7 separate regions of the Mus musculus genome follow, and regions 2, 3, 4, 5, 6 and 7 are each linked to region 1. The links are chromatin contacts, called in public Hi-C and promoter capture Hi-C maps. All regions are on one chromosome and are shown on one strand. Each heading gives the region's core, a stretch centred on a gene start, on an enhancer-like site or on the middle of the called end of the contact. The rest is flanking DNA. Distances are from core to core; before and after follow the strand shown.

Evidence for each region. Promoter capture Hi-C pulls out the DNA fragments that hold promoters and counts their contacts. Hi-C and Micro-C count contacts between places; a contact is called where the count stands out from the background. Capture Hi-C pulls out chosen DNA fragments and counts their contacts.
Region 2: a promoter capture Hi-C map of liver shows a contact between it and region 1, with 2.8 times the contacts expected there. The contact joins the promoter of Qsox2 here to the promoter of Setx in region 1. A contact is called at or near these places in 1 of 39 promoter capture datasets (pre-B cells) and 1 of 9 other capture datasets (liver).
Region 3: a promoter capture Hi-C map of liver shows a contact between it and region 1, with 3 times the contacts expected there. The contact joins the promoter of Nup214 here to the promoter of Setx in region 1. A contact is called at or near these places in 4 of 39 promoter capture datasets (hippocampal neurons, liver and pre-B cells), 1 of 115 datasets of contacts at active chromatin or transcription factors (astrocytes) and 2 of 9 other capture datasets (adipose tissue and liver).
Region 4: a contact with region 1 is called in a promoter capture Hi-C map of liver, with 4 times the contacts expected there. The contact joins the promoter of Gpsm1 here to the promoter of Setx in region 1. A contact is called at or near these places in 2 of 39 promoter capture datasets (liver and pre-B cells).
Region 5: a contact with region 1 is called in a Hi-C map of B cells, with 5 read pairs. The contact joins the promoter of Snapc4 here to the promoter of Setx in region 1.
Region 6: a promoter capture Hi-C map of liver shows a contact between it and region 1, with 2.7 times the contacts expected there. The contact joins the promoter of Sec16a here to the promoter of Setx in region 1. A contact is called at or near these places in 2 of 39 promoter capture datasets (liver and pre-B cells) and 1 of 9 other capture datasets (liver).
Region 7: a contact with region 1 is called in a promoter capture Hi-C map of pre-B cells, with 3 times the contacts expected there. The contact joins the promoter of Exosc2 here to the promoter of Setx in region 1.

The regions. Positions count from the first base shown.
Region 1 is chr2:29,123,728-29,126,278 of GRCm38.p6, forward strand. Setx (senataxin) reads left to right here and starts at 1,265. Exons shown (of 26, transcript NM_198033.2): 1 at 1,265-1,822; 2 at 2,125-2,236.
Region 2 is chr2:26,236,111-26,238,661 of GRCm38.p6, forward strand. It overlaps Qsox2 (quiescin Q6 sulfhydryl oxidase 2), which reads right to left and starts at 1,289. Exons shown (of 12, transcript NM_001302956.1): 1 at 933-1,289. The coding sequence starts at 1,242.
Region 3 is chr2:31,973,177-31,975,727 of GRCm38.p6, forward strand. It overlaps Nup214 (nucleoporin 214), which reads left to right and starts at 1,274. Exons shown (of 36, transcript NM_172268.2): 1 at 1,274-1,432. The coding sequence starts at 1,388. Aif1l (allograft inflammatory factor 1-like) reads left to right here. Exons shown (of 6, transcript NM_145144.1): 6 at 1-266.
Region 4 is chr2:26,314,252-26,316,802 of GRCm38.p6, forward strand. It overlaps Gpsm1 (G-protein signalling modulator 1 (AGS3-like, C. elegans)), which reads left to right and starts at 1,282. Exons shown (of 14, transcript NM_153410.5): 1 at 1,282-1,469. The coding sequence starts at 1,402. It overlaps Gm52505 (a long non-coding RNA gene), which reads right to left. Exons shown (of 2, transcript XR_003953775.1): 2 at 1,098-2,175.
Region 5 is chr2:26,379,388-26,381,938 of GRCm38.p6, forward strand. Snapc4 (small nuclear RNA activating complex, polypeptide 4) reads right to left here and starts at 1,266. Exons shown (of 23, transcript NM_172339.4): 1 at 1,162-1,266.
Region 6 is chr2:26,443,942-26,446,492 of GRCm38.p6, forward strand. It overlaps Sec16a (SEC16 homolog A, endoplasmic reticulum export factor), which reads right to left and starts at 1,275. Exons shown (of 30, transcript NM_153125.2): 1 at 1,134-1,275. 0610009E02Rik (RIKEN cDNA 0610009E02 gene) reads left to right here and starts at 1,983. Exons shown (of 3, transcript NR_152209.1): 1 at 1,983-2,259.
Region 7 is chr2:31,669,449-31,671,999 of GRCm38.p6, forward strand. It overlaps Exosc2 (exosome component 2), which reads left to right and starts at 1,267. Exons shown (of 9, transcript NM_144886.3): 1 at 1,267-1,413. The coding sequence starts at 1,292.

The DNA of each region.
Region 1 (2,551 bases), core at 15-2,514:
TGTCCTTTCACGAATAAAGCATGGTATATTGCTGAAGTCTGAAATCTGGGTTACGAATTCTGCCAGGATCTGTATCATCAGGGACAAGGAACTGCGGGTAGTTTCTATCATTTCCCCTCATTTCTGAAAATTTCAGTTAGCTATCAAGAGTCTTGTTTAAAAAAAAACTATCATAAATGTGTTACTTTAAAAACCATGCATACATATAGTGCTTCTAGTTTGAAACCACTTTCTGCAACTTTGATTTTGATAGAAACCTTTGACGAAATGAAAAAAAAGGGGGGGGGGAGAAAATAACGGTCAGCTTCAACTGCCGCTTCCTGATTGGCTAAAGCCCCTCTAACGGTCATCTGCTGCCTTATAAACCACACCCCCTTTTCTGGAACGTTCCTTAGAGCTTTACCCTCGTGCTTCAGGCGCTGGCTTCTCATTCTGCGTTAAGGTTCTCCAGGGTAGGAAGGTCTCTGACCCACCTGCCACCTCTAAGAGCCTTGTTCTTTTCTGTGGCGTTGGCAATGGAACCCAGTGTTACAGTGTGACAGGTGAGTGCTCCTGAGTTACTTTCTTGCACACTTTCCTTTAAAAAAAAAAAAAAAAGGAAAAAAAAAAAAAGAAAAAGAAAGAATGTTAACTTTTAATTTTTGGTTAATTTAGGCCTCCAAATCGCTGACCTCCAGGTCTGGAGTTGAAACCTCATCACACCCTTTCCTTTTTAAAAAAAAGAATTATTTTAATTTTAAAATTTTGGTGAATGTAATGTAGGCCTCGAAATCGCTTTCTGTACGAGGCTGGCCTTTGGGCCTGGATGCGCTGGCTTTAAGCCTTCTGAGTACAGGGACCACAGGCTGCCGGGCTTGTAAAGTGATTTGTTTTTTTCCTAAATTCCGTTTTTGAGGAGGAGAGGTTTTGGGCCACCCAACTGTCCTTTGGGAAATCTGACATGACTGTGTTCCATTATCGGAGCCTGTTCTGGGTCGGAAACGGGCAGAGCCCTCGACTTGGGGCGCCCTTGCAGAATCACGCACACATTTTATTGTTTAGGTTTCGGACGGAAACGTGACAGACGTCGCGGACGTTGGGGAGCGGAAGAGCCCAAAGGGAACCAGCAGGTAAGCATCTCCCCGAAGAGGGTCGGGGAAGGGGCGGGGTGAGAAAGGGGGCGGGACGAGGAAAGGGGCGGGGACAGGCTCCTCGGCTAATTTACCGCTCCTTTGGACGGGAGTCCTTGATTGGTCGGACTTACCCCCCTCGTTCCGGAAGTGACGCCACTCAGCGGTCAGGCCGGTTGTTCCCCGCTGCTGCACTTTCCACCTCCCGTCCGCCCCCATGGTCCGCCCCCTTGGTGTACCACAACAAGCCGGCTCTGGCGGGGGCGGGCTGAGGGCGGGGTCCGCTCTCGCGGCAGCGGCGGGTTGGGCGTTGGGCGTCGCCTTGCCCTTCCGTCTGCTGTTCTAGCGGGGGGCATGGAGGTGGGTTAGCGCGCTGCAGCCGGGCCTAGCCGGGGTGAGACGCGCCGCGGACAAGCCGCGAGCGGGCGAACGAGCAGGAGAGGAGAGCGCGTGCGCGGTGAGGGGCGCGCGGCTTACTGCCGTTGGGAACTTGCGCGCGGCCTGCGGGAGCGGGCGCCTGCTGTGACCCTTCTGGAGAGCTGCGTTTGGTGAGAGCGGCGGCTTGCCGCTGCTACCAAGGGCGGGCAGCGCTTGGTGTTTCCTGCAAGCGAGGCCCGCCCCCGGATCTCTGCTGTTCTGGCATCAGCACCGCCGGCCCTGGGCAACGATGTACAGCGAGGACCCTTAGCTTCGGGGCGAGGGAGGCCTCCCGGGTAAGGATCCGACCCTCTGTCCTGGCGTCGCTTCCGCATGGGCACCCGGACGCCCTCCCCGCCGTACCAGGCGTTGCGGTGTGGACAGCCTCCCGTACGCCCACAGCGGATGTGATCAAGTGCCTATTTGGCCCCTGGAGGAGAACAGTCCCTAGGGAAGTTGGGGGGGGGGATCAGTGTTAAGCCGTTCCCCCCAGTAGTGTGTGGATCTAACCTGACCTAGGTAACTCATTAGATGACACAAGGCCCAGGTGAGATGCATAATGTAAGGGACATTTTATCAGTTTTTATTTTAATTTCAGAAATGTTCTTTTTGGGGGCCAAAGTGTGAATCTGTCTGAATGCAGAGCCACATCTCACAGATAAGCCCAGCAATCACAAAGAGCATCACTTCTCTGTAGGACCTTGGTCAAGGTAATTGTCTTATTAAACAATAACTTCTTTTTTAGTTATTTGATAAGTACTAGAGTTAAAAATGTGGCATAGATCCATACCTTGACATGCCCTCTTCTGGTGTGTCTGAAGATAGCTACACTGTACTCATATAAATAAAACAAATCTTTAATTTTTTTTTTAAAATAAGTCTAATGTGTGCAGTAACCTCTGGCAGCATTTTGTTAGGAATTTTTGGAGGTAGGTCAGGTGAGGCAGAGAGATTAGACTTAGTAATTCGGGCAAATGATGAAAGAATAGGAAGACTCAAGAAAGGAGGAGTGCTAGACTCAGATG
Region 2 (2,551 bases), core at 39-2,538, 2.9 Mb before region 1:
AACCTCTGCCTTCCAAGGGAAACTGCACTCACCTGCACACACCCACGCCCATGTAATTCAAAACAAATTAAGTATTAAGAAGAAAGAAAAAGAAAACTTACGACCCAAGAGAACAATGTCATTAGATTCTACATAAGGACCAAAGCAGAGGTCAATGGATTCAAGGCCAGCCTGGACAACGTCATGAAACTGTCTCAAAAAAATAAAAAAATATAAGTCAAAGTGCCCCAACAATGAGGAAAGAGAGGGTAAACATTTTAAAATAGTCATCTGCAATTGCGTACTTGGAAAAAGGGCTTCTTTGCAAATCTGTTTAAGAAGAACACAGCAGTGTTCAACATCAGACCTAAAACCAAAGGTGCAGGAAAAAGAGTAACAATTTGTTGTCTTGCCCTGAGAGATCTGTAATTAGAGGTTAGTTCAACAGTTGTAAGCCAGTGAAGCCAAATGTAAGCCAGTGCTGGGAAGGCCACTTAAATTCCATTTACAGGAGCTGCTCCAAGGGGTCTGAGTTCTACAAAGGTGAGTAACTAAACATATATGGGAAGATTTCCTGAAAGCTATGGCTAGTGACCCAGAAGCCCAGCAAGAAGACGCTTTGTAAACTTTCTGCTGTTGCAGAGCAGTCCCCAGAGTGGGTATCTAAGTTTCTCAGCCCAATGCCCACCATATGGTCGGCTACCTAGCAAACGAGGCTGAGGTTTGACAGGAATGGGGACCTTCCTGAGTGGAGAGGGTAGCCTCTGAAATGCAATTGCTGGGTATGGGGAAAGTCAAACTGATCGGGTAGTGGCTAGGATAAGTGGTTGGGGACATGTTGAAGTCGGTGTTCTGAGCTGGCGACCTCAGGAAAGCCATCGGCCCCATCTGTGGGGCTTCGCCCACGTAGCTGTTGCGTCGGAGGAACGTCCACCGGCGCGCGGGGCCCTCACCTCGCACGTCCGCCGCCAGCGCTCGCCAGGTGGGTGCGTAGCCGATGCAGTGGCCGCACCACGACGAGTGGAACTGCACCAGCCACGCGGCTGAGCTGTTGCCCGTGGCCGACCGCACGCTGCCGCTGTCCAGCAACCACACGGCGTCTGAGCCCTCGCGGTAGAGCCGCGCCCCGCCGCCCTCCCGGGGCCCCACTGCCGCCACCACCGCCAGCAGGAAGAGCAGCCGCGGCAGCCGCGCGGCTCGAAGAGACGGTGGCTGCCGCGCATAAGCTCCTGGATCCCGCGCCACAGCCCGGGCGGCAGCCATGTTGGGAGTGCCGCCGGCGCGTTGACCTTTCACCCTGGCAACCGGCGTCACGTGCTTGCGCGCGCCGGTCCCGCCCTAGGCACTAGCCCCGCCCCCGAATCCGCTAATCTTCCCAGGCACTACTCTTCGTTCTCGCCCCGCCCTCGTAATTTGACCCCCCTCCCCAGCACTGGTCATTCCAGGTCCCGCACAGCTCGCTTTTTTGCTCCGCCCCCGAACATTGTTCCCGCCCCAGAATGTAGGCCCCGCCTCATTCCTTAAGTCTGCTCCGCCCCTGTGCTCCTGGCCCCGCCCCTGCCTCTGGTCATTGGCCCTATCCCAATTAAAAAAAACTCTTAAAAATCTTAAAACCCGCAAGCAATTTTCACCTAGTGAAAGTCCTGGGCCTAAGTAGCCAGATTTAGCAAGGGGAAATAGCCCGTGCCATGTTGAATGTTGAGTAAACACCAGGCCAAGATTTTCAGTCTGAAATGCAGATTTAATAGGACAAAAACAGATCGAAAAAATATTTGCTATATGCCTGTATTTCTTATGTAGCATGAATCCTAGATTTTACATGCAACCTATGATTTTACCTGTCAACTTCAAACATCCACGATGATCCCTTGACCTTTTTATAACCCACATGATACAGTAGAACCACCTGGTAAAGTTGGCTGGCTTCCTGCTAAGATGGTAGAAAGGAGAGGTAGACCTGACTCTTCTTTTTTAGACAGGGTTCTAAGGCTGGCATGGAGTTCACTATGTGCCTGAATCTGTCCTCCTGCCTCCCTGGACTGGGATTACACATGTGCACCACCATGTCTGGCTTCTCCAATCACTCAGTCTACTTTCCTATGCTAATGTTCTGCTTTCTCCAAACACTAGAGAGAATATGTAATCTCTTCTACTTCCTGTTTGTCTACCTGATCTCTCACTGTACGGTTTTTCCTACTTCACTCCCTGTCAACTGGTCTCTTGTTCTTCCTCTTGACCTATTTAATATTGTTTACAATAAACCAGGCGTGGTGGCGCATACCTTTAATCCCACCACTTGGGAGGCAGAGGCAGGCAGATTTCTGAGTTCGAGGCCAGCCTGGTCTACAGAGTGAGTTCCAGGACATCCAGGGCTATACAGAGAAACCCTGTCTTGAAAAGCCTATCTATATCTATATCTATATCTATATCTATATCTATATCTATATCTAATCTATACTGTTTACAATAAACAGAAAGCTCATGGATTAAAGGTGTGTGCTAAGGGCTGAGCCACACCACAACTAGAAACCGGTTTTATTCTCAGTAAATAACACAGTCTTGGGGTTTACAT
Region 3 (2,551 bases), core at 24-2,523, 2.8 Mb after region 1:
ATTTCAAGTTGTGTCTGTTGGTTCCAGGGTTTTTAACCTCTCTAGTTAAGGGCTTAGCTTTCTTGGGACATCGGCTGCCTTATTTCTGAAAAAGACCAAATGTAACTGGTGTAACCAGCAGTTTGGGGATTGCCAAGTATGGCTTTGCCCTGTGACTCAAAAGATGTTTGTAAGGTAGATTTGGGTGAGTGCCATTATTGTGTGCATGTGTGTATGTATGGATGGGATGTGGTCTCCTGCAGACTGAAATAAACTAGAGCAATTTATCAGTGTCTTTGTGTTTCTTGGGGACAGCTCTGGGCTCAGTAAATTCAGAAGAGCTAGCTGACAACAGGTACCAAGTAAATGAGTGTGTCCTGGGTCTCCCATGTCCCAGACAGACAGTTGACGTCATCTGATTAAGCCCAAGACCCAGGTCTACTGTTAGCATTTTACAATGAATAGAGGCTTGCACACATGCAACTTGTTGAGAGACTGCATCTGACAGAATGTGCCCTCTGGAGCTGACCCACCAGCTCCAAGTTAGGAACCTCTTTTATAATTCTACTCCAGAAATGTCTTCAACATCAGTCAGTATACGCAGATCTGAATCTTAACCCTTCCTGGCTGAAAGCTATTGGATAATTTAACTGCTTTGTGTGGAATTCTCTTATTACATATTTTTTTCCAGACAGGGTCCCATGTAACTCAGGATATCTAGAGATTGCTATGTAGCCTAGGAAGACCTTGAATTCCTGACCCTCTAATCCCCAAAAGCTGAGATGATAGCCGCGCACCATTTGCGATGTGAAGTGGATATGGCTTATGATCTGAAACGATTGCCTTGAAAACAGTAAACAAAACCGATCTTTTGTCCCTTTTCCTCTCCGTTTTTAAAAGGGTTCTGCACCGGCACACAGTGCAGTCCACCCGCTAACCGAACCTCTCTGTCCGCTCTTCCCAGCAAAAAAGTTCCTAACTTCTCTAAGTCGGAAGCTTCTAAGAGCCCTGCAGGTAAGTGCTACCGGGAAGCATCGAGAGTCTCAGGAAGGCCGAGCGTGCCTCTCTCTAAGGAAGAAAATTAAATAGCGAGGCTGCGCACGCAGCATCCAAAGGAAGGCGGACTCCGGCCCGCGCCTCATGGCCACACCCACTGCGCGGAACCGGCCAATGGGGCCTTGTGGATTGGCAAGCGCGCGACTTCCGAGCAGCCCTCGACTGCCTCCGAGCACACTAAAAACCGGCCTGGGTGACGTCAGTCACGCGCGCCGGAAACGCGCATCTACCACGCGCCGCGGGCGCTGAGGGAAGGAAGTTGAGGCCTGAGCGGCCTGAGCTGTGTTTGAAAGGCCGCGGGTGGCAGCGGCAGCGCCAGCAGCAGCTACTTGAACACCCTGAAGGCGGCACGATGGGAGACGAGATGGATGCCATGATCCCTGAGCGGGAGATGAAGGTTAGAGCCTGGCCGGGGCCTCCCCGCCTGCGTAGTCCTGGAGTTGCCTTGGAGCCTCGCCTCTGCCGGCTGCTCCTGCAGTTCGCAGGGTCGCGATCGCTCGCCCCACAGAGCGTCCGCAGCTCTGCGTGTCGCGGGCCTGAGTTCCCTGCAAGTGCAGGTACCTGTCCTTGCGTGGGTTTGTCCACGCCTTCTGAGTTACCCCAGGTACTCTGATGGGCTGGTCGCCTTACTGGTGACAGCGATTCTTGTTTATTGAGTGAGACGTACTGTCGCCACCGTCGCTGCAGCCCTTACGACCAGCTTAGAAAGAGGAGCGCATTGAAGCCTTGAAAGCAAATGATCCAAAGTCACGTGGCAAAAGCCTTACATCTCTCTTACGATTTAGGCATGGTCTCTTGTAGCTCAAGGTGGCTTCTGGTCTTGGGCTCTTGTCTCTGCCTCCACCTCCCAAGTGGTGGGATTATTGGTGTGCATTACCACAGTTGGCTTAGACGCTCAGTTCTTATTAGCTCTCTATACTTGAGGGTGGTCCAAACTACCTAAAGTGGAGCCAAGAAACACTATCTGCCTTCAAAACCCCTAGTTAGTAGGAACAGGAAGTCAAGTTTGGCACTGGAAATCAGCTTGAACTCATGAGACTAAAGGAAAAGCAAGCGAACCCTAAGTGATCCCCATGCTACAACTTCTGGATACTGTGTTAATAGTTGGCTTATATACTCTGACAGAATGGAAAGGCAGGGGACCGTAGACAGTTGGAAATGAGTGAGTTGCAGGAAGGTGTTAGCCATTTGTGTGACCGGTGAGTCGCTAAAATGCACATGGGTCGAGTGCTCCATATCATGCTTAGAAACAGTGGCTCTTCCTTGAGTCAGCACATGTGCTGAGCCCGGTAATGGGCAAGCTTCATGTTCCTCAGATATGTTCGGGTAGAGAATTTAGAACCACAGGGCTAATAGCAGTATTTTAATTCCTGCCAAAAGCAGAAAGGAGAGGTTTGGGTTTTGGGTTTGTCTGTTGTGTTTGTTTTGTTTTGTTTTGTTTTGTTTCTTTTGTGTTGCTTCATCACACTGGCCCACCACAAAAAAAGCCACCAAGCCCCAGTGGTACAGTCATGAC
Region 4 (2,551 bases), core at 32-2,531, 2.8 Mb before region 1:
AAGTGGGTCATAGCAGCCTCCATGTGTATGTTGTATCCTTTGAAGGCAACCAGGAAGCGCCTGCATTCCAGAGCCAGGGTCTGCTAGGGACCAGGCCCGAGACTTCAGCAAACGTGGGTGGTGCCTGGCCAGCCATAACACACACTCTGCCTTAGCCAAGAGAGAGCAAGCCCTGGCTCCTGTGGTCTTAGGGGGAGGTGTGGGGACAGCAGCAAGCTTGCGCCTCGCCCCAGGCACAGATGGTTCTCATTGCTCGCTCCTGCTCCTTCCTAGGAAAACAAACTAGCTCAGGGCCAACAGCCCAGTTTTATCTTGTGTTTGTTTTTGTTGCCATTTTTCTCCGCCTGAAGCCACTGTACTGTGGGCTGCGTCTGCAGGGTCTGTCTGGGGTGACCTTGGCATGGTGTCCCTCTTCAGACCAGGGTCCAGGGGTGCAGAAAAACTGCCAAGGACACTGCCATAGTCTGCACCCTGACATGTTCCTGTTCCACTGAGGGTCACAGCTACGTTTTCAAGAAGATTTAGAGTGGCCTGGAGAGAAGAGCAGAGACCTGGGTGAGTCCCAATGGAACTGGCTGTCCAGATGGTGCCCTGTGGCTGGCTGGGGGTTGGCTGAGGTGAAGGCTCCAAGGCTACTCAAGTTGGATGAAGAAAGATCACTCCGAGGTTCAGATCCTCAGGGTCCTGGGAGAACTCAGAGGAGGGTAGGCAGATGAATGAGCAACGGCCAGCCTCCCACGTGGGCTCCTGGTGTTCTTCCAGTATGTTTTCCAAACGCTTGCATTTCACAGATGAAATTCAACATGAAATCTGGTGGTGAAAGCCCTAGGAAGGTAGAGACTTGCCTAGGGCTGGACAGCATCCTCCCACCCTGACTCCATCTAGGAAGACCTGTTTTCTCCTTAGCCCCAGGAGCATCTGCATGGCCTGTACCCCACAAGAGGTGACAGGAAAGGAACAGGATGTGTGTGTGACAGCAAACTCTCGTGTGTGTGTGTGTGTGTGTGTGTGTGTGTGTGTGTGTGTGTGTGTGTAAGAAAAAGCACTAAACTCCAGGCTTAGCAGGGCTTCCCCCCCAAAGAAAAGGAAACACAGCATTGTCCACACTAGAGCAGGACTCTCCTTGCACTGGACCTCAAAGACAGAGCCCCGCCCACCCCACGGTAGGCGGGACCGCCGCAGTGGTGGCCGGTGGGCGCCTGCCCCTCCCCACCCTCCCTCCGCCTGGCGGCGGTGACATCACAGCTCTGGCGGGAGGGGCGGCGGCACCCCAGCACATCACTTCCTCGGCGTCTCCCGCGGACGCGCGGACAGGCGGACGGACGCGCGGACAGGCGGGCAGATCGGCAGGCGGACGGCCGCAGAGCGGGGCGGTGCTCCTGCTCGGCGCGTCCCCGACTCATGGCGAGCCCGGCCCCGCCCGTGGCCGAGGAGCTCCCGGGCCCGGCCTCCAGGCGCCTCTACTCCAGGTAGTTCAAGGACCGGGATGGGAACGGGGACCTGAGCGGCAGACGCGGGCGGGAGGCTGCCGGCCCAGAACAAAGGCTGCTGCGGCGACGCGCAACGTGGCCGGGGACGCGCCTCCCTGGATCTGCGTAGGGAGCGGTGGGGGCGCGGGGCCCAGGGCCCAAAGATCAGTTTCGCGGTAGAGGGGTTGGGACTGGGTTCTGCCTGCAACCCTGTCCTGATGCCAAAAGGGCTTACGGGGCGGGCACTCCACCACCCGGCTCTGCGGGACCCTGAGTAGCATGGATGCCAGTCTTCGTTATCTGGAGTTCTCTTCTCAAGCCTGACACTGCCGTGACCCGGTGTTGGTGTAGCATGGCCACGACCCAGGCTGTCATGATGGGGCCCTGCCTTCACTAGCTATCCCCAGCCCTAGGCCAGAAGGAGCTGGGCCTGAGCCAGGCAAGTGGGTGTGTGCTTCCCTACAAAGGCATTTGCCTTCCAGGCAGGTTCACAGGTGATCGAGCGGTCTGTGCTGTGTGCCCGCCCACTGGGAATGACAGGATAGTCCTGCCCCTGGCTCCATGCCTCCCTGGTGACTCCCTTTTGATGGATGAGGGTGTTCTCCGGTGAGATGCTGATCCCAGAAGTGGACCAGAGCTGTCAGTTCACTCTGGCTTCAGGTTGAGCTGGACCGGCCTGAGTTCTGGGCAGGGGCTGTCATCAGACCTAAAGGAAGGCCCAGCATCCTTCAGTTAGCTTCTGGCCCCCACCTCGTCTAGCCCTTCCCCATATCTGGGGTCTCCCTGTTAGGGGTCAACCCTGAAGAAATCTACTCAAGTGGGGTGGTTCATCAGCTAGCCAAGCTCTGCCTAGTACCCCCAAAGAGCAAAATGAGGGCTTGGTGCCTGGCGAACAGATCCTTGCCGTCCCGTTCTAATACAGTGTTCTAATGCTGCAGCTCAGAGACAGTGTCCCCATTGTGTGGTGTTGAAGATCATGCCTGAGCCCCACACCCTCCTCCAAGTTCTAGTGCAAGGGTAAGAGGTTTGCTAGCAGCTTCTTGGAGTCCCCTGGGAGCAGAGGCTCTGTGGGGTCACATTTA
Region 5 (2,551 bases), core at 16-2,515, 2.7 Mb before region 1:
TGTAGAAGTCGGGTATAGTGACACACGTCTTTAATCCCAGGAATCAGGAGGCAGAGGCAGGGGGATCTCTGAGTTTGAGGCCAGCTTGGTCTACAGAGTGAGTTCCAGGTCAGCCAGAGCTCTAAAAGAAACTGTCTTCAAAAACAAAATAAAGAGCCGGGCGTGGTGGCAAAGGCCTTTAATCCCAGCACTTGGGAGGCAGAGGCAGGCGGATTTCTGAGTTCGAGGCCCGCCTGGTCTGCAAAGTGAGTTCCAGGACAACCAGGGCTATACAGAGAAACCCTGTCTCGGAAAATCCACCCCCCCCCCCCCCGCCCAAAAAAAAAAAAAAAAAAAAAAACCCAAAAAACCAAAAACCAAAATAAAGAAACAAAGAGCTGAGTGTGATGGCACATAATTTAAATCCCAGCACTTGGGGGGCATAACTAAGTGGATCTCTGCATTTCAAACCATTAGTGAGATACTGTTTCAAACAAAATTATCAAACACATTTTCACACCCAGAGCCAGAAATGAAGAAAAACATCCTGTTTGATTTCTTCCTACTAAGTTGTTGACAGCAGTCTTAACTGACTACAACAAAACAAAACAAAATCCCCTTCAACGACATTCCAATTACTTATACAGGGAACGTTTGTCAACCAACTTGGCTAGAAACAGCGGGATCTACAGATGTAGCAATAATCATTGCCACTGGATGCTTGGCCACCAACGAAAGAGTAACGTGTTTTGAGGCAGCAGCAATTCCATCTCCTCCCACAGCATCGCCCACATAAAGGAAGAAAAAGTCACGTTTTCAAGTCCTGAGCTGGGAGCCACGGTCCGCCTTTAATGACATCAGAGACACTTTGCTGCCTGTCCCTTCTAAGGCCTAACCGGGCAAGGCAGTTGGGGTCCAATGCACCCTTAGTGGCTGGATTCGATAAGCCAGGGGTGGCCGGTGGTGCTGCAGCGCATGCAACCGGTTAGAGCAGCGGTTCGGAGCACAGCACGGAGCAAATCCGGTCCTGCATCTCACCAGCTAGGGGACCTCGGCTGGGCTCCGGACGCGGGCTCTCCACTCCAGCAATGTCGCGGCCACGCCACGCCTCGGTTTCCCCGTGCTGGCTGCCCTGCCCCTCCTGGACACAACGCCTGCTACCTGCCGCCCGCCAATCCTCACCTTCTAGGCATCCCTTCCAAACTTCACAGCTGGCATCATCGCCCGGGCGACCACACGCAGATCATGCTTCTAGCAGTCGCGGAAGTCAGTAGGCTTGCACCGGAAGTCCCACCCAGGCTGCGGCGCAGGGCATGCTAGGAGGTGTGCTGGGGGGCGGGGCCCTAGCGAGGCGTTCATCTTTCTCCAGGTTCCCTGGGCTGTGTACTTAGCTCCTGGTGTTCTGGGTTTGGATGAATGATCAGTGTGTCGTTAAGTACTTTCCCGTGTGTGTCGTCCTCGGAGCCCACAACCTGGGACCGCCAGAAATGGACATTCATTCACTAAGGATTATTCTGCCTGGCCAACACATCACAGAGCTGCTGGCTAAGTAGTGGGGGGGGGGGGGCGGGAGGGCGGGGAGGGGGGGGTCGGTCTCACTCTTATGAAACAAAATACCAATAATTATCCATTATTAATTTTTTGTTTGTTTGTTTTTTCGAGACAGGGTTTCTCTGTATAGCCCAGGCTGTCCTGGAACTCACTTTGTAGACCAGGCTGGCCTTGAACTCAGAGATCTGCCTGCCTCTGCCTCTCCAGTGCTGGGATTAAAGGCGTGAGCCACCATGCCCGGCCCATTATTAATTCTTTTTTTTTTTAATTAGGTATTTTCCTCATTTACATTTCCAATACTATCCAAAAAGTCCCCAATACACTCCCCCCCACTCCCCTACCCACCCACTCCCCCTTTTTGGCCCTGGCGTTCCCCTGTACTGGGGCATATAAAGTTTGCAAGTCCAATGGGCCTCTCTTTCCAGTGATGGCCGACTAGGCCATCTTTTGATACATATGCAGCTAGAGTCAAGAGCTCCGGGGTACTGGTTAGTTCATAATGTTGTTCCACCTATAGGGTTGCAGATCCCTTTAGCTCCTTGGGTACTTTCTCTCCATTATTAATTCTTAACAGCTTCCTTAATTCTACTCTCCCTAGGCAGCTGGGTCCTCCTAGTGCCTAATAATGCCTGTGAGTAGGAGAAGCATGGCAGTGGCTTGAGGCTCAAGGCTGGTGAAAACCAAGCCTGGCGACTGGCCAGTTTGTGGGACCTGGGAAGGGCCTTGGTCTTATGGAGAACTGACTACAAGCTAGAAGTCACCTGCAACACTACTGGAGTGGGTACAGAATCATGAAATCAAAGAGTAATAGTGCATCCCTTTAATCCAACATTCAGGAAGCAGAGGTAGGTGTAACTCTGTGAGTTCAAATCCAGCCTGATATACAACAAAGCAAGTTTCAGAACTATATAGACACTGTCTCAAAAAAGAAAATAAGAGTCATATCAAGTCTGGCCCAGAGTTGGGTTTGGCCAGAGGGAGTCTGGGGCATTAAAGGAAACCTGTAGGTTCCTGGTGTAGG
Region 6 (2,551 bases), core at 25-2,524, 2.7 Mb before region 1:
AAACATCCCCTGATCCTTTCACTGCCAGCCTTAACAGCTGTAAACTGTAGAACACAGGGGAACCCAAGAACATTAGTGAGCTCCACTCGCCAACAATCTCCCCCATGGTGACTGTCTGTGATACTCTTATCAGACAGACAAGATAAACACCTCCCTTCTAAGTCAAAATCTGAGCCGGAACCCTTTAAATGTTGAAGAAGGCATTTGCAGAAGAGAAAAAGCTATACACTATGTGAGGAAGACACACAGGAAACATGGACATTCATGTTTGCTTATAAAAGCAAGACGGGATACCAAAATCTGCAAGACATGAGCACTGAAACCCTAGGAAGGGAACGTGGACAACGTGTAAGGAAGCTGCACTGTGCTGCACCTTGCAAAAGGACCTGAAGGAACAGTAATCTGTGAGTCTGCTGTTTCTTACTGCCAAACTCAGAATGGAAAACGCCTCTAGTCAACACTTTTGAAAGGAAATCTTTCCTTCAGTGCGCGACCATCCTACATGCCATTTAAAAACCTGTGTAAGCACAACAGCCAGAGTTATCTACAGGACGCTCCACAGCCAAGCCGACATTTTTCTACACCTTGGTAAAAAACAAATCACGACCTCCCTTGCGACATCCTGCTCCGCCGGCCAAGAGATTACAAATAAACGCTGCTACTCCCTGTTTCAAATGAAAATGTGTCCCATGATCATCAACTTCTGAGGAAGTCTTCGAGCCAACGAGAATCAAATATCTTCAGAACCCAGCAAAAGTCAAGCTTGGCAATTTCCTGCACTTTCTTCGTTTTAAATGAGTTGCGGGCTTCCTCGGAGGTGTCACAGTCTGGCCATGTTAACACACCTTCCCCAGCGGCCAACCAGTTCCCGAAGCCCTGACCAGGTATCTGTCTCCCGTCAGGTCTGGGAAACCACGAGCCCCTTAGACAACCCACCAAGGCGACACGGCCCGTAACCTGTCCGGTGTCTCAGCACCAGGCGGCCCGGTACTGTCGTTCTCCCCAGGCCTGACTGTGTCTCTTTAAATGCGCTCGCCACTCCGGGCTAGGCCCGATGCTCACTGAGCCTGCTTGGCCTCCGCAGCCTCGCCCACCCTCGGGCCTCCACCGTGCTCCATACACTCAGCCCTCACCCTGTGAGCTGTGGTTGGCTTCTCAGGCGCCGCGAACTGAAACCCAGCCGGCGACGGCGGCGGCAGTAGGGGGAACTAGCGCGTTCCCAGCAGCAGCCGCAGCCATCTTGGCACATCCGGCTCCAGGTGCCGCCGCCGACGTGTCCGAAGGAGACGTCAGCGCGCCCCGCCCCTTAATTGCCCCTCCTCTTGCTTCTTCCAGTCTTTCGCTGCTTCACCCATTGCCCCGCCCCCCCTGCCCGGCCCTCTTGGCCGCGCTCCGTACACGTCTTCGGCGCGTCAATCATACCACGCCCCCTTGGGCTCCGCCCCCTCTCCCGTCCAGTTTTGCACTGCTTCATCCTTTTGTTCCGCCCCCCAGGAGCTGCCCCGCCCATTCCCCTTAAGAGCCTTTCGTAGTGTCCCTTTTGACTCCGCCTTTCGTTCGTCTCCAGTCTTTTGCCGCCTCATCTCTTCGTCCCACCCATAGGCCCGCCCCTCTTGCGTCAGTCACTTACAGCTCCACCCCCGTGGCCCCGCCCTCACCCACTTGCGGAGCCAGGAGCGCGGGCCCCGCCTCTTCACGTCGCCCTGGTTACGCTGGTTCTGTCCTACAGTCTTCCTGTTCTAGGATTTGACTGGACAGGATTCTTCAATCCAGATCCCCGGGGAGAATCAGTCTTGAAAAACCAAAGCCAGAAGTTCCGCTGAGTCCAGAGCCCCAGCGGGCCCTCTCGCTTGCCCCCTCCCCATTTTTCCGTTGGGTTCTCTTGGTTGCCGGCGGGGGCGACTACGCGTGCGCCACCCTGCTCGAGTAGCTAGGCGGTCGACTTCTGCGGGCTGGACAGGCGCGTGCGCGGAGCTGTACCCGTTGCTTGGCTACGGCTCTTTGCTGGAGCCTGCCCGGCGCAGTTCGCGTGATTAAGCAAATGCCTTTCCTGGTGCTAGTAGGAACTCTCACCACCACCACCCCCATTCCCCTCCAACCTTTGCTAGAGGAGAGAAGCCAGAGCCTGGAGGCCAAGTCCTTCAAACTCCATTGCGACTCCTCCCGGCAGGGCGCGGCCTAAAGCCCACGGCGGAACGCTGGACTTAGACCAGGGATGTCAGCAGGTCTGTCTGTCGGAGCAGAGGCTCTCCGGAAAAGGTGGGTGCTGTCATCGGGGAAGTGACCAGGCCTGGCTCCCTCACCTGTACTCCAGAGAGCGTGAGAAGGCGGTGCCCCTGCGAAGCCGCCTGGTCAGTGGCGAACCCAGAGGCAGGGAAGGAGGGAGTGTGGTGGAGCTGGCCAGCGCTCAGACACGCAAGCATAGCCGGGAGAACTGAGGGCCAGCTTCATGTCCTCTGACGTGGCACTGTGGGTCACTCTGTAAAGCTAACATTTATCTTTAGAGAGCCAGGTTTCCAAACTCTTTCTGAACACATGGTAGACTCAACTT
Region 7 (2,551 bases), core at 17-2,516, 2.5 Mb after region 1:
AGCAGCAATTCAGAGGCTGAAAACATTTTAGGCCTAGATAAGACTGTACAGAGTCTAGAAGCTTCCAGAACTAGACCTAGGTTAGCAAACAAAGACAGTAAACCTCCCAGTCAACAATTACAACAGGAAAATAAAAGTTACATTTATGCCTCCCTACAGACTTGCTTGTCACATGACTGTTTACAACAGTCATCTTTCAGCAGACACATGTCATCACTCAGAAGAGGTCCTTACTAAAGCACATTAGAGCCATAGGGCAGTAGGTGAGGACAGCACCTAAGGGGCTAGAAGACAAGGCCCACGAGGAGCAGTATTCAGAGGGTTCTAGCTTCTCCTCAGATGGTGTTTCCTGTAAATCCCGGTCCTAAATCTATAGTCTACAAAATATTAGATTATAGTGGTTTTGAGTTGGATGCCAAGGTTCATTTCTCAATCTCTAGACTTGCCAACAATAAATAAAATGATGAAATGGAACAGTTTGGGTAAAAACTCATACAGTTTGGTATGGCAGCTTACACCTGTAATCCCAGCTCCTGGGAGGTGGAGGAGGAGGAGTTCAAGGATACCCTGGGTTACACAGCTAGTTTGAGACCAACCTGGATGACATGAGGCACTGTCTTTAAAAAATCCTACACCTGGAATGGAGAGGTGGTTCAGAGGTTGAGAGTACTGGCCACATTTCCAGAGGACTTGGTTTCGTTTCCCAGCACCCACATAATGGCTCACAAACTTCTATAATTCCAGTTACAGGGACTCCAACATCCTCTTTTGTCCTCTTGGGCATCAAACACCACTACCACTACCACTACCACTACCACTACCACTACCACTACCACTACCACTACCACTACCACTACCACTACCACTACCACTACCACTACCACTACCACCACCACCAAACCCACAACCTACACAAACTCACGTAATCGCAGCATTTGGGAGGTGGAGGCATGAACATCTGGACCTCAGCAAGGTTATCCTCAACTATACAGAGTTTGAGGCTAGCCCTACACGGGGTCGTTCCTCTAAAACAAACACAAAACTGACATCCAAACACCAAACCAAACTAATGTCATATTCCCTTACGACATGAGAATTCATCATTCCGCAGGTGCTTTCTTGCCAATAGTAAACATGGCAGCTTGGTGCCCTCACTTCCACGAGTTAACTTAATATTGCCAATACTCAACATGGCTGCCACACTATCCATTCCCATTGGTCGCTTCTCTGAAGGAAGGCGGGAGTTGAGGAGCGGTGTAGAGCTGCGCCTGCGCAAGTCATTGGCGCCAAGATGGCGTTGGAGATGAGGCTCCCTAAAGCTCGCAAACCTCTCAGTGAGAGCTTGGGCCGCGACTCTAAGAAACACTTGGTGGTGCCGGGGGACACGATCACCACGGACACAGGCTTCATGCGGTACGTGAGGATTTGGGGGTCCCAAGGCCTCAGGAGGCGGCTGCAGAGCTCTCTGCACGTGGCCCGCTGTCCCGGAACCCAGGCCTCCTGTCCCGTTGTATCTAAGTCCCCGAGTTACCCGGGACACATCGGAGCATCCATACTAGTTCCCTCCTTTGCGAGCCTCACGCTTCTGACTCCCGGCATCTTGGCTGCACCTTTGTCAGTTCCTGATTCCCTCTTTTGATCTATGGCGTTCGGAACTTTTGGACCCTTATCCTGAAACTCAAGATTCTTGAGCCTTCCTAGGGAGGGAGAACTGGGGAGGGCTGGTTGCAGGGCCCTTCTTACAACCCTCTGAATGGACAGTGGGGTTGGTCATCTCTTTCAGTGTTACCTCAGCGACAAGCCTGACTTGGAAGCAGTAATTTTGGTGGAGCGGGGGTTGAGGCAACATATTGTACCCAACAATACAAATTTAGCACGGAAAGTCACAACATGTGGCAGTTAGGGCTGTCTATGGAGTCGGACATCTGACATTGTTATCCTTAGTTTAGCACCTTGCTAAGGCCGGTATCCTCACCTGGAAGACAGTGGTGACAACAGGAATTGGTAGGTTAGTGAGTATTAACTGAAAAGTGGGGCAGGAGAGCAAAATCCACCATTGTATTACCACCAAAGATAAATCTGCATTAGGTAGCCAGTCTTCCCGATGTCTGTCCGTCCCCCCCCCCCCGTCGTCCCCCCCCCTCACCCCCAACCCTCCAATCTCACTATGTAGCACTGACTGTCCTGGAACTTACTATGTAGACCGCTCTGATTTTGAACTCAAGAGATCCACCTGCTTCTGCCTCCCAAATTCTTTTTTTTTTTTTTTAAGATTTATTTATTTATTATATGTAAGTACACTGTAGCTGTCTTCAGACATACCAGAAGAGGGAGTCAGATCTCATTACGGATGGTTGTGAGCCACCATGTGGTTGCTGGGATTTGAACTCAGGACCTTTGGAAGAGCAGTCGGGTGCTCTTACCTGCTGAGCCATCTCACCAGCCCGCCTCCCAAATTCTTAACTCAAAGGTGTGGCCGTTTGTCCGTTGCACCTAGTTTGTTCTTTCTTCCTCTTTCTTTCTTTTTCTTTCTTCTTTTTTTTTGGTACAA